Linked DNA regions of Dromaius novaehollandiae: region 2 is linked to region 1. The links are chromatin contacts, called in public Hi-C maps. All regions are on one chromosome and are shown on one strand. The core of a region is the stretch at or near the end of the contact, and the rest is flanking DNA. Distances in the headings are between cores, read along the strand shown.

The links. Hi-C and Micro-C count contacts between places; a contact is called where the count stands out from the background.
Region 2: a Hi-C map of brain shows a contact between it and region 1, with 4 times the contacts expected there. The contact joins the promoter of TMEM220 here to the promoter of ELAC2 in region 1. A contact is called at or near these places in 2 of 4 Hi-C or Micro-C datasets (brain and ovary).

What each region holds. Positions count from the first base shown.
Region 1 is chr18:6,038,182-6,043,190 of bDroNov1.hap1, reverse strand. ELAC2 (elaC ribonuclease Z 2) reads left to right here and starts at 1,934. Exons shown (of 24, transcript XM_026120609.2): 1 at 1,934-2,241; 2 at 2,356-2,406; 3 at 2,497-2,567; 4 at 3,276-3,340; 5 at 4,024-4,081; 6 at 4,587-4,655. The coding sequence starts at 1,982.
Region 2 is chr18:6,472,001-6,477,009 of bDroNov1.hap1, reverse strand. It overlaps TMEM220 (transmembrane protein 220), which reads right to left and starts at 2,347. Exons shown (of 6, transcript XM_026120604.2): 1 at 2,207-2,347; 2 at 2,001-2,030; 3 at 723-783. The coding sequence starts at 2,293.

The DNA of each region.
Region 1 (5,009 bases), core at 685-3,184:
GAGGTTGGACAAAAGTGCTAGGATTCATTAGACTACAAAACCCACACATCATAATGGAATTATTTCATCAGCTAAAGAAACATTGGCTGGAAATCCCATGCCGGCTGGTCAGAGCCCTAAGAAAGCTTTGCAGTGGTCCGAAAGGTGTAAAAAAATTGCATTAGGCACTAAAGATGTTTTCACAGTTTCTAATTGTTCACCTGAGCAGAAAATCATTGACACAGGAAGGAAATGATACAGCAGTGGGAAGGAATGCACTGATACACCACACACCTTTAGGAAACTTCAGTTGTGTTTGGGAAGCAATTTGAGATCTAAACTGGTATTTCCCTTCCTGTCTGGCTCCAGGGGGCAGAGCCAAGCGCTGTTAGGGAGCTTTAAGCTGAAGGACTGTAATGTGGAAAATGTGCACGAACAAAGAGTTTGCTATTCAAAGGAACACTCCCTCTATTTCATACAGGAGTTGGGGAGGAACCAGGAAAAAAGGCCTTGCTAATCTGAACTATTGTGTGAACATACAGGAGTCAGGAGAGATTGTAAGTGAACTATAGACTGGGACAGACTGAACAAAGGCTTACAGAACATCTGTAAACAGCCATGGCAAGATCTAGAGGTTTGTATTCCTAGACAGGTCCACTCAAACTGTTTGCTTGGATCACTGGAGAAGAAAGGGAAGAACTTTGGCACTAAGAATAAAGGGAGACAGTGTTTGGAGAGCAAAGCACTGGGAAAGATAAGGTTTGCCTTTGGAAGTATGGAAGAAGAGGGTTATTGATGATTAACATTGTTTATGTTGGGGTACTCTGGTTACAGTAAAATTTACTTGTTCTTTTTAAACCAAACAGAAAGCCCAAGAGAAGCCTAAGAAATCGCAGTAGATTTGTAGTTAAAAAATAAACAGATCCAAGGCCTGGATCATCTAGTATTCATAAACAGGTCCTGGACAAGGCACATAATGGAACAGGAATTCGTGAGCAACGGCAAAACTGTGAGAAGGAGGCTAAAGAATCATCGGATAACGCAGGTTGGATGGGACCTTCCAAAGCCCCTAGTCCAACTTTGTGCTCAAAGCAGGGTCAGCTCTGAGGTCACACCAGGCTGCTCAGGACTTTATCCAGTCTGATCTCGGAAACCTCCGAGGAGGGGACTGCACAGCCCTGCAGGGTACCTGCTGCAGTTGGTCACTGCCCTCGTAGGGAAAAAGTTTTCCCTTATGTTCAGCTGCAGCCTCTCTCATTTTAATTTATGTCTGTTGCCCTGTGCTGATATACTGTGAAGAGCTGGGTCTGGCCCCTCCACGACCTCCAAGCAGGCATTGGAGGTCCGGCTCCCAGGCCCTGCGCGTCCCGCCTCGGCCGCCGGGCCAGGAGCTGCCGTGAACGCAGGCTCGGCCCAAGCCCTTCCCGAGGCGGCCCGCAGGCCTCCCCGGCCCGGCCCTGCCCTGCGGGCCCCGCCTCATCCCCACAGCGACCGGCGGGAGTTGCTGAAGGGAGCCCCAGCCTGAGCGAGCCTGGGGACCCCGGCGGGGGAAGCGGCGGGACGGGCGGCCGCGGCGGCAGCACCCCCTCCCCCAGCCGGGGCCCCGCGGGCCCGGAGCGGCCGCGCCAACGGCCGCCGCGGCCCGCGCACGGAGCCAGGAGGCGGCCGCGCAACGCCCCCCCCACTCCCCGTTCCCCGCGGCCGCGCGTTGCTGGGCTCCCGCAGGGGGTCGCCGGGCGCCGCGCCGCAGCGGTCCCGCAGGCTCGATTGGGCAGGGCCTGCCACGTGACGGAAGACGTCACACCGAACGCACAATGCCGGTCATCGGGCCGGGCCCGAGAACGGAGCCGCGGAGGCGGGGCGGCGGGGACGCCGCTCGCTTCTCATTGGCTAGTCCGCATCATATGGCGAGGGGCGCCGGGGGCTGCTGCCCCCCTATTGGCGGCGGGCGGCTCCCGACGGGGCGGGGAGGAGGAGGAGGGGGGGTGGGGTGCGCGCGCGGATGTGGGCCCTGGCGCGGGCGCTGGGTGTCCGCGGCGCGCGGCGGCGGCTGTCGCTGGGCCGCGCCATGGCGGAGGGGCCCTCGGCGGCGGCGCGGCCGGCGCGGCGGCCCAAGGACGTGCCGCGGCACGTGTGGGCCCGCGAGCGGCGGCGGAGCGCGGGCACGGGCCTGGCGGGGCCCAACACCGTCTACGTGCAGGTAGTGGCGGCCGGGAGCCGCGACGCCGGCGCCGCCGTCTACGTCTTCTCCGAGTTCAACCGGTGAGTGGAGGCCCGGGGCCCGCCCCGCCCCGGCCTGGGGCGTCCCGTCCCCGGCTGGGCCCAGGGCGTCGGGGCGTCCCGTCCGGGCCTAGCCTGACCCTCCGTTTCCCTCAGGTACCTCTTCAACTGCGGCGAGGGCATCCAGCGGGCCATGCAGGAGCACAAGTGAGTGCGGGATACCGGGAGCGCCCCCCCCCCCCCCCCGGGTCTCTGGGGCTGTCTCGGTCCCGACTTACTCCCCATCTTTCTCCTCAGGCTGAAGATCTCCCACTTGGACAGCATCTTCCTGAGCCGGGTGGCCTGGGCCAACGTTGGTGGGCTGCCAGGTGAGCGGGGCTGGCTGGCCGGGAGCCCCAGTGCCGGCCTGGCTCCAGGGCCACTTCCACTCGCTAGAGCTTGCTGTGGGCAGCAGTTGTGTCTAGGCCAGCGGTGGTTGCTCTGCCAGATGTCCCGAGGGTGGTACCTGAGGTCTTTTATGTAGAGATGGAGAGAGGAGAAGCGCTGTCAGAGCGGTGTGGTTGCACGTGGGGCTCTGCAGTGCTCTCAGCTGTAGTGTGTTCCCTGCATCCTGCTGACACGTGGGGGAAGAGGCGCTGCCTCACCAGTGCACATGGCTTTATCTTCCCAAAATGTTCTAGGGTAGAAGCATTGCTATTCCTATTTTGCCAGTTTGGAGCTTTTTTGTGAGTCAGAATAATTCAGTGGGAAGGGACTTCCAGAGGTTTCTGGTTGACCGCTGTACTCAAACCAGGATGAGGTTAGATCAGGCAGAAATTCTTTTCCATCTCCTTTCTTGGAGATTTTCGGAGATTGGGTACCTTGTTGTCAGTTTTGACTATGAAGATACATGGAGATAAGTGACTTGTTGAAACTGGCACAAAGCCAAGGTAAATTTGAATTTAGATCTGAGTTCAGGTCTGATCTTCACTGAGAGGCCAGGTGCTCCTTGGCAGCGAGAGGGATCTTTCTTGCATGATCTGCCGAAGGACTGTGGGGCTGTGATAAAGCTGTCTCTCTGCTTTGCTTTGTTTTAGGCATGATTCTCACATTAAAGGCTATGGGGCTTCAAAGATGTGTTTTCTTAGGGCCACCAAAGCTGGTAAGTAGTGGAAGCTTGCAGAAGCAGGAGGGAAGCTTTCAAGCATTAAAGCTTACCTTGCAATTGGGGAACTGGTGTCAAGGCAGTGAATCATCTTACAGGTATAAGGTGCTGGTCTGAGTTAGTGCTGGCCTGTTTGGTTCTGCCTGAAGGACTGACTTTACAGAGCAAGTCTATTCAGTTGCACACAGAGCAGTGTCAGACTTCTGCTCCTTGAAACTGTCTTGTCAGCTAAATTCCTAGTAAATCACATTCTAGAAAGAAGGGGATCGTTTTTTTTATCCTGTCTGCTTTCCCTCTTCACATATTCTTTTACTAGAAACTTGATATCTGATTTTCTGCTCAAGGTAATGCTTGCCACCCTAATGCCATGTCTAAGCAAAGAATTTCCAATCCTCAGAATTGTTTTATTACATTGCGGTATCTGTTGGGTATTTATGCTGAAGCAAGAGGAGGGCTTGCAGGGGGGATTCTTCACCTTTGTTTTTCCATTCCCTTTCTAAATGGGTAACATGTGCTGTAGGTGAGACACCAGCTCAATGTTTTCTGGCTTGCTATGTAGTGTCCAAGTTTCTCTTGACTAGGAGTTCAGTCTTTGATTATACTTTACTGGAAGGAAAACTGTAACTTTACCTTTTTATACTGGTTGGGGGTGGCTTCCCAAAACACTCTCTCTTTTCCAGCAAAGCTACTTGAAAGCCATTCGACTCTTTCCTGGACCCTTAAAGAGAATGGACTTAGGTATGTACATCAGTGATTTGTAACTAAATATGAACCTATAACAAATTCTTTTGGTTTCAGCTGTGACCAAAATTGTGTTGAGCTGGAATAATTTCAGAAAAAATGGCTGTAGTTCAGATCCTTTTGAAGAAAGTTTTGAACAGTTGTGTTTTGATCCCATTTGATATTCAAATCCATCACAAGAACTACCTGTGAGAAAAAAACTGTTTCCAGCGCTGTTTCTGGTAGGCAGCTGCCAGTCTGCCTGACTAATAGCAGAATTCAGCTTGAAAGCATTGTTGAGGCAATATGCCTCTAGAGACTGCTAATGAACCTCCTTGCTGTGGTTTTGTGGATGGTGGACTTTTAAGAGCTTCAGTCATTCACTAATCTTTGCAATGAGGTGGGGGTCTTCTGCAGTTTTTCTCTGAGGGAGGAAAAAAGTCTTTTTCTGACTTCTTGAATTCTTCTAGAGTTTCGATCTCTTCTTATTAACTTGTTAATGCCTACTTTTATCTCTTTCAAGCTGTACAGTTGCACACAGAGCCGGAGTATAAGGATGAGACGATGACAGTCTACCAAATACCTCTTATAGGTGAGTGTGTGAAGCCAGAGTCAGAGAGGAAAAATGCATGCTTAATAACTATGCTTTAAGATGGTTATGGGAGTGGCTTCTATTTGCAAGTCTGAGTAGGGAGAGGTTTATATATTTGCGTATTTGTTCTCAGAAGATGAATCTCTTTCAAAGAAACAAGATGTGCTGAGTCAGGGCCTTAGTTTCTTCCTTTTTGTGTGGGTGTGTAGAATAACATTTGGAATGGGGCTTTTTTTTTTTTTTTTTTTTTTTTTTAAACAGCTTGAGTTTTCCTACTACTGAAAACTGCAAAACTTAGGGCATGGGCATAGGCTTTACGCAGTCTAGCTGTTTTGAGAGAATTTGAAGGACTTG
Region 2 (5,009 bases), core at 1,098-3,597, 430 kb before region 1:
AAATATTTCTTTTTGGCATAAGTGTCGTTTTAGCTTATTCAAAGCAGTATTCATCCAGATGAAATACAGTCACTTTTTGTATACAAAAATATTTTAAAATTATTTCCACTGTTTTTTTAAAAAAATACCTATTTTCTTGAGTCCTGGGTCTAATCAGATCTCATAGATTCTCTCTACATGTAGTGACTGTAGCCTGATTTTGCCCTCTTAGCATACATCCTTGGTATTCAACCATAACAGAAAATTATCTAAAAGTCTATATTGCTGTACATGCACTTTGTGTGGCAGTCATAACACTTACGCTAAATAACACCTTTAGCTCTTCAAAGTACTGTACAGAGCTTAACTGCTTTTATATGAGGTAGATAAGCAAAATTCCAGTTTTACAACAAGGAAACAACATGGATTAGACAACCTGCTAATGTCAATGTCAAAGCCAGGGTTAACACATGCTCCCAGGCTTCTGCTCCATTTATTCTTAGAGAACTGTAATTGGAGTGCAATGATAAGACTACCCCAGTGGTATGCCTTCTTCAGGGGTCCTGAGTTACATTTCAATCATGTTCAACCACAAATACTAAAGCAAAGGCCATCTTTTCTAGAAATAGGCTACCAGCAGGTAGTGTTTCCATGCAGCCTGATCTTAATCTATGACTCAATAAAACCAAGCCTTTTGGGGGTGAACTTTGACCAGAAATTCTGTTTTACACATAGTATCATACCTGTTATCGAGGGGTTAAGGCCAACAAACAGCGTAAGGGCAGCGGGCACAAAGTAGACTACCTGTTAAGGAGACATACATCTACTCTGTAGCAAACGCCAGCAACGTAAGGAAGTAGAAGCATTCATCTGCACAGATACTTCTGTTTTTAGACTAGGCTCCCCTTCTTTTCCATAGTAGTTTGTCAGATGCACAGAACAGTTTTAAGTCTTTCTGGCATACCTCTAGACCAATAGTGCTCTTTTATGCGCAACAACCCGGAATGCTTCCCTGCTCACCAAGCAGTATCATTGCACCGTACAGTCTTCGGACAAGCTGAGCCCCAGCCCTTGCGCCTCAGATTCAGGGCAACCTGAGTCCTCAGGGCCTGACCAGCTCTCTGCACAGGTCTCCAGCAGTGCCCCGCATCCCACCTTCCCCTCACTCAGGCTAGTCCCTGTGCTGCATCCTGATCCTCCAGGGAAAGCCCTTAGGAGACTCCTCTGTACCCTGTGCCCATCTGTCTGCGCTGGGTGGCTCTCCTTGGAAAAGCTAACGCTGCAACACAACCAGCTGTGGACGGCTGCGCTCACCTACACAGGGAAAGTGCACGGAGAAGGGGACAACCCCTGACCACGCAGCGGCTCCTGCCGCTTGCAAAGACAACCCTACTTTGTAGCCCCAGCTCCAAACCGTATCGATAGTGAATCAGAGGCACCATGCTGTCCACATGCCTGCAGAGAGAGAGGAGTGGCAGAGTGGAAAGAGAAGAGGGAATTTTCCTTGGGTTTCTTCTGAGCTGCCAGAAAGCCCCTGTTGATTTGAGCGGTCGACACAATGCAGTCAAGCCGGGGATTTAAAGCAACTTCAACAACTCATGTGAAGATGGGAGGTAGCCTGGTCAGGCGGTCTCAGGCTCAGGGAAGGAGGAACAAGACAAGTGGTGCTTGGCACAGAAAACACTGAAGCGGGTGCAAATTTGAGGTGAAACAGAAAATCCTGGAAGTACAGTCAGACCTCAGTCATCACTACAGTAACACCTCAGTGATGGTACGGGGAGAAAAGAGACCATTTCCCAGGGACCTATTTGCTCTTCGGCTAAAAGCAGGGAGCAGGTTTTCGCTACTCCAAGCCCCGTTTCAGAGCACGCTCGGGCAGATGGGAGCACCCTGAGCGGGGCTGAGGCCTCCGGCGGCCTGCCGGGGTGACAGCATCCCACGCCGCGCAGCCCCTGGGCTTCTGCCCTTTTCCCGGAGACCTGCTCAAGGTTCCCAGGAGGAAGACGCGGAGCCATACTCACTATCCACAGTCCGGCGTCAGGGTCGTTCACCTGCAGAGGAAGCAACGCTCAGAGCGTGTTTAACCCTGCTACCGGAGAGGCCCCGCTCCGGCGGCACGTCGCGGGGAGAACAAGAGCCCCTCGGAGCCCGGCGAGCCCCAGCCCGGGCCCCGCGCGCTCCCGCAGGGCCGCCCGCAGCCTCCCCGGCCGCCCCGCCGCCGCCTCACCTGCACGACGGCCGCCAGCCCGAAGAAGGCGGCCATGAGCAGGTTGCAGAGCCGCCACAGCCGCCCCGCGCCGCGGCCGCCCGCCATGGCCGCGCGGGGCCCCGCCGCGCCCCCCCGCCCCGCCGCGCAGCTCAGCACCGCCCCCGCCAGCCGCGGGAGGGGCGGGGCCGAGGGCAGCGCCAGGCGCCGGGGAGGGGGCAGCCGCGGGGGGGGCGCGGCGGGGCGGGAGGGCGAGTGAGGCGCTGCACCACCTCTGCCAGGGCAGGGCTGCGCCCTGAGGCTCGGGCTGCAGCCGGTACCGATTTCTCCTCATTCCCCCGCACACAGAGCCTTTTTTACACCCTCCTCTGAAAGAACAGAAAGAAAGAGAGTTTGAGAATGACATTCCTCAAGGGAGTAAAGCTGTATCATTGTTAGCAGGAAGTTCAGCTTCCCAGTACAATAGCTTATTTTGTAACACGCCATGGGAGGGAGAGGAAAGCAGATGATAGAAGGGTAAGAAGGTCTGTGAAGGCGTTGCCGACACCTGAACGCTTCGCGGAATCGTTGAGGTGGGAAGGGACCTTTGGAATTCATCTGATCGAACCCCCCTGCTCCTGTGTGTCACTTTGTGCCCATTGCCTCTTGTCCTGTCACTGGGCACCACTGAAAACAGTGGCCCCATCTTCCCTACACCTTGCCATCAGATGCTATACACGCTGATATGATCCCCCCAGGCCTTCTCTTCTCCTCATCTCTCAGCCCCTCCTCATACCAGAGGTGCTCTAGTCCCTTAATCATCCTAGCAGCTCTTCACTGGACTCGCTCCTGCAGCTCCATAACTCTCTTGTACAGGTGAGCCCAGAACTGCACAAGCACTCCAGGTGCAGCCTCGCCAGGGCTGAGCAGGGGGAAAGGGACACTGCCCTCCACCTCCTGGCAACACTATTCCCAGTGCAGCCCAGGACACCATTGGCCTCCTTTGCCACAATGGCACACTGCTGGCTCATGGTCAGCCTGTCCACCAGGAATCCCAGGTCCTTCTCTGAAAAGCTCCTTTCCAGACGGTTGGCCTCCGGGATGTAGTGGTGCATGGGATTTTTCCTCCCCAGGTGCAGGAATTTGCACTGTCATAAGGTTCCTGTCTGCCCATTTCTCCAGCCTGTTGAGATCCCTCTCACTGACAGCACAACCCTCCAGTGTATCAGTCACTCCTCCCAGTTTTGTATCACCAGCAAAATTGTGAGGGTACACTCTGTCCCATCACCCAGGTTATCGATGGAGATGTTAAACAGTATTGGACCCAGTATGACTGCTGGGGGTACACCACTAGTTACTGGCCTCCAACTAGACTTCTCACCACAGATCACAACCTTCTGAACCTGGCAGTTTGGCCAGTTTTCAGTCCATCTCATTGTCTGCTCATATAGCCATACTTCCTCACCTTGCCTATGAGGATGTTACATGAGACAGTGTCAAAAGCCTTTACTGAAGTCAACACAGACAACATCCACTGCTCTCCCCTCATCTAACCAGCCAGTCGTTCCATTGTAGAAGGCTATAATGATTCCCCCTTTGTGAACCCGTGCTGACTCTTCCCAATTACCTTCCTGGCCTTCATGTGTCTGGAAATGGTACTCAAGATTAGCTGTTCTGTCACCTTCCCAGAGACTGAGGTGAAGCTCACCAGCCTGGGTCCTCCTCCTTGCCCCTTTTGAAGAATGGAGTGCTTTCTTCCAGTTGTCAGGCACCTCTCCTGATTGCCATGACCCTTCAAAGATGACTGAGAGTGGCTTTGTAATGCCATCAGCCAGCTTGCTCAGCTCTTGTGAGTGACCCCATCAGGGCCAATGGACCTGTGTATGCGTAGTTTGCTTAAGTGATCTCTAATGTGATCCTCTTCCACCAAGGGAAAGCCTTCCTTTCTCCAGACTTTCTCCCTGGTCTCTGGGGCCTGGGATTTCTGAAGGTCAGTCTTACCAGTATAGACTGAGGCAGAGAAGGCATTCAGTACTTCAGCCTTTTCCATGTCCTTTGTCACCAGGGCCCCTGCCTCATTCAGCAGCAGGCCCACATTTCCCCTGCCACTCATGTCCTTGTAGAAGCCTTTCTTGTTGCCTTTCACGTTCCTTGACAGTTTCAACTCCAGATAGTCTTTAGCTCGCCTAACCCCATCTCCACCTACTTGGACAGTCACCCGTCCCTGTGCATCTCTTGCACTCTTCCTTTTTATGTTTGAGCTTAGCCAGGAGCTCCTTGTTCATCCATGCAGGCTGTTATGGAAATTAGGCTTGCCAGCCACCATAACAGGGCCTGACCCTAGGTTCCCGCAGAAAAGTTCAGAGCCAAATCAAAGCAAATTAAATAATTAAATTTTAATGACACGCGTGCAGTAATTACAGCTCGAGCTGGGTGCCTCCGAAGAGGGACCCCAAACAAAGAAATCCCTGGGCAATTATACCTTCCAATCTATGCTCTCCACCCCTCACGCGGTAGTTTGGACCAATAGTAATATTTTGGTCTGGGGTCTCCTGCTCCTTATTGGGTCTCATCACTGTCCCTAGGTAGGCTGTATATCTTTACTGTTGCGGTTTCTGTTGACAGATGTGTCTTGATTCCTCGGGTCCTGCCCTTGTCTCTCCAGGCTCTGACAAAGAGGTGTTGTTCCAGCAATTAGCACTGCCCCAGCAGTGACAATAGGTGTTATCTCCCAAGGTCATGAGGAAGGGCATATAATCCAGACCCCGAGATAGTCCAGACCCCTAATTAACACTGTTTCAGCAGTGAGAGGAGGCTTTGTTTCCCAGGGTCCTGGCGCCCAACG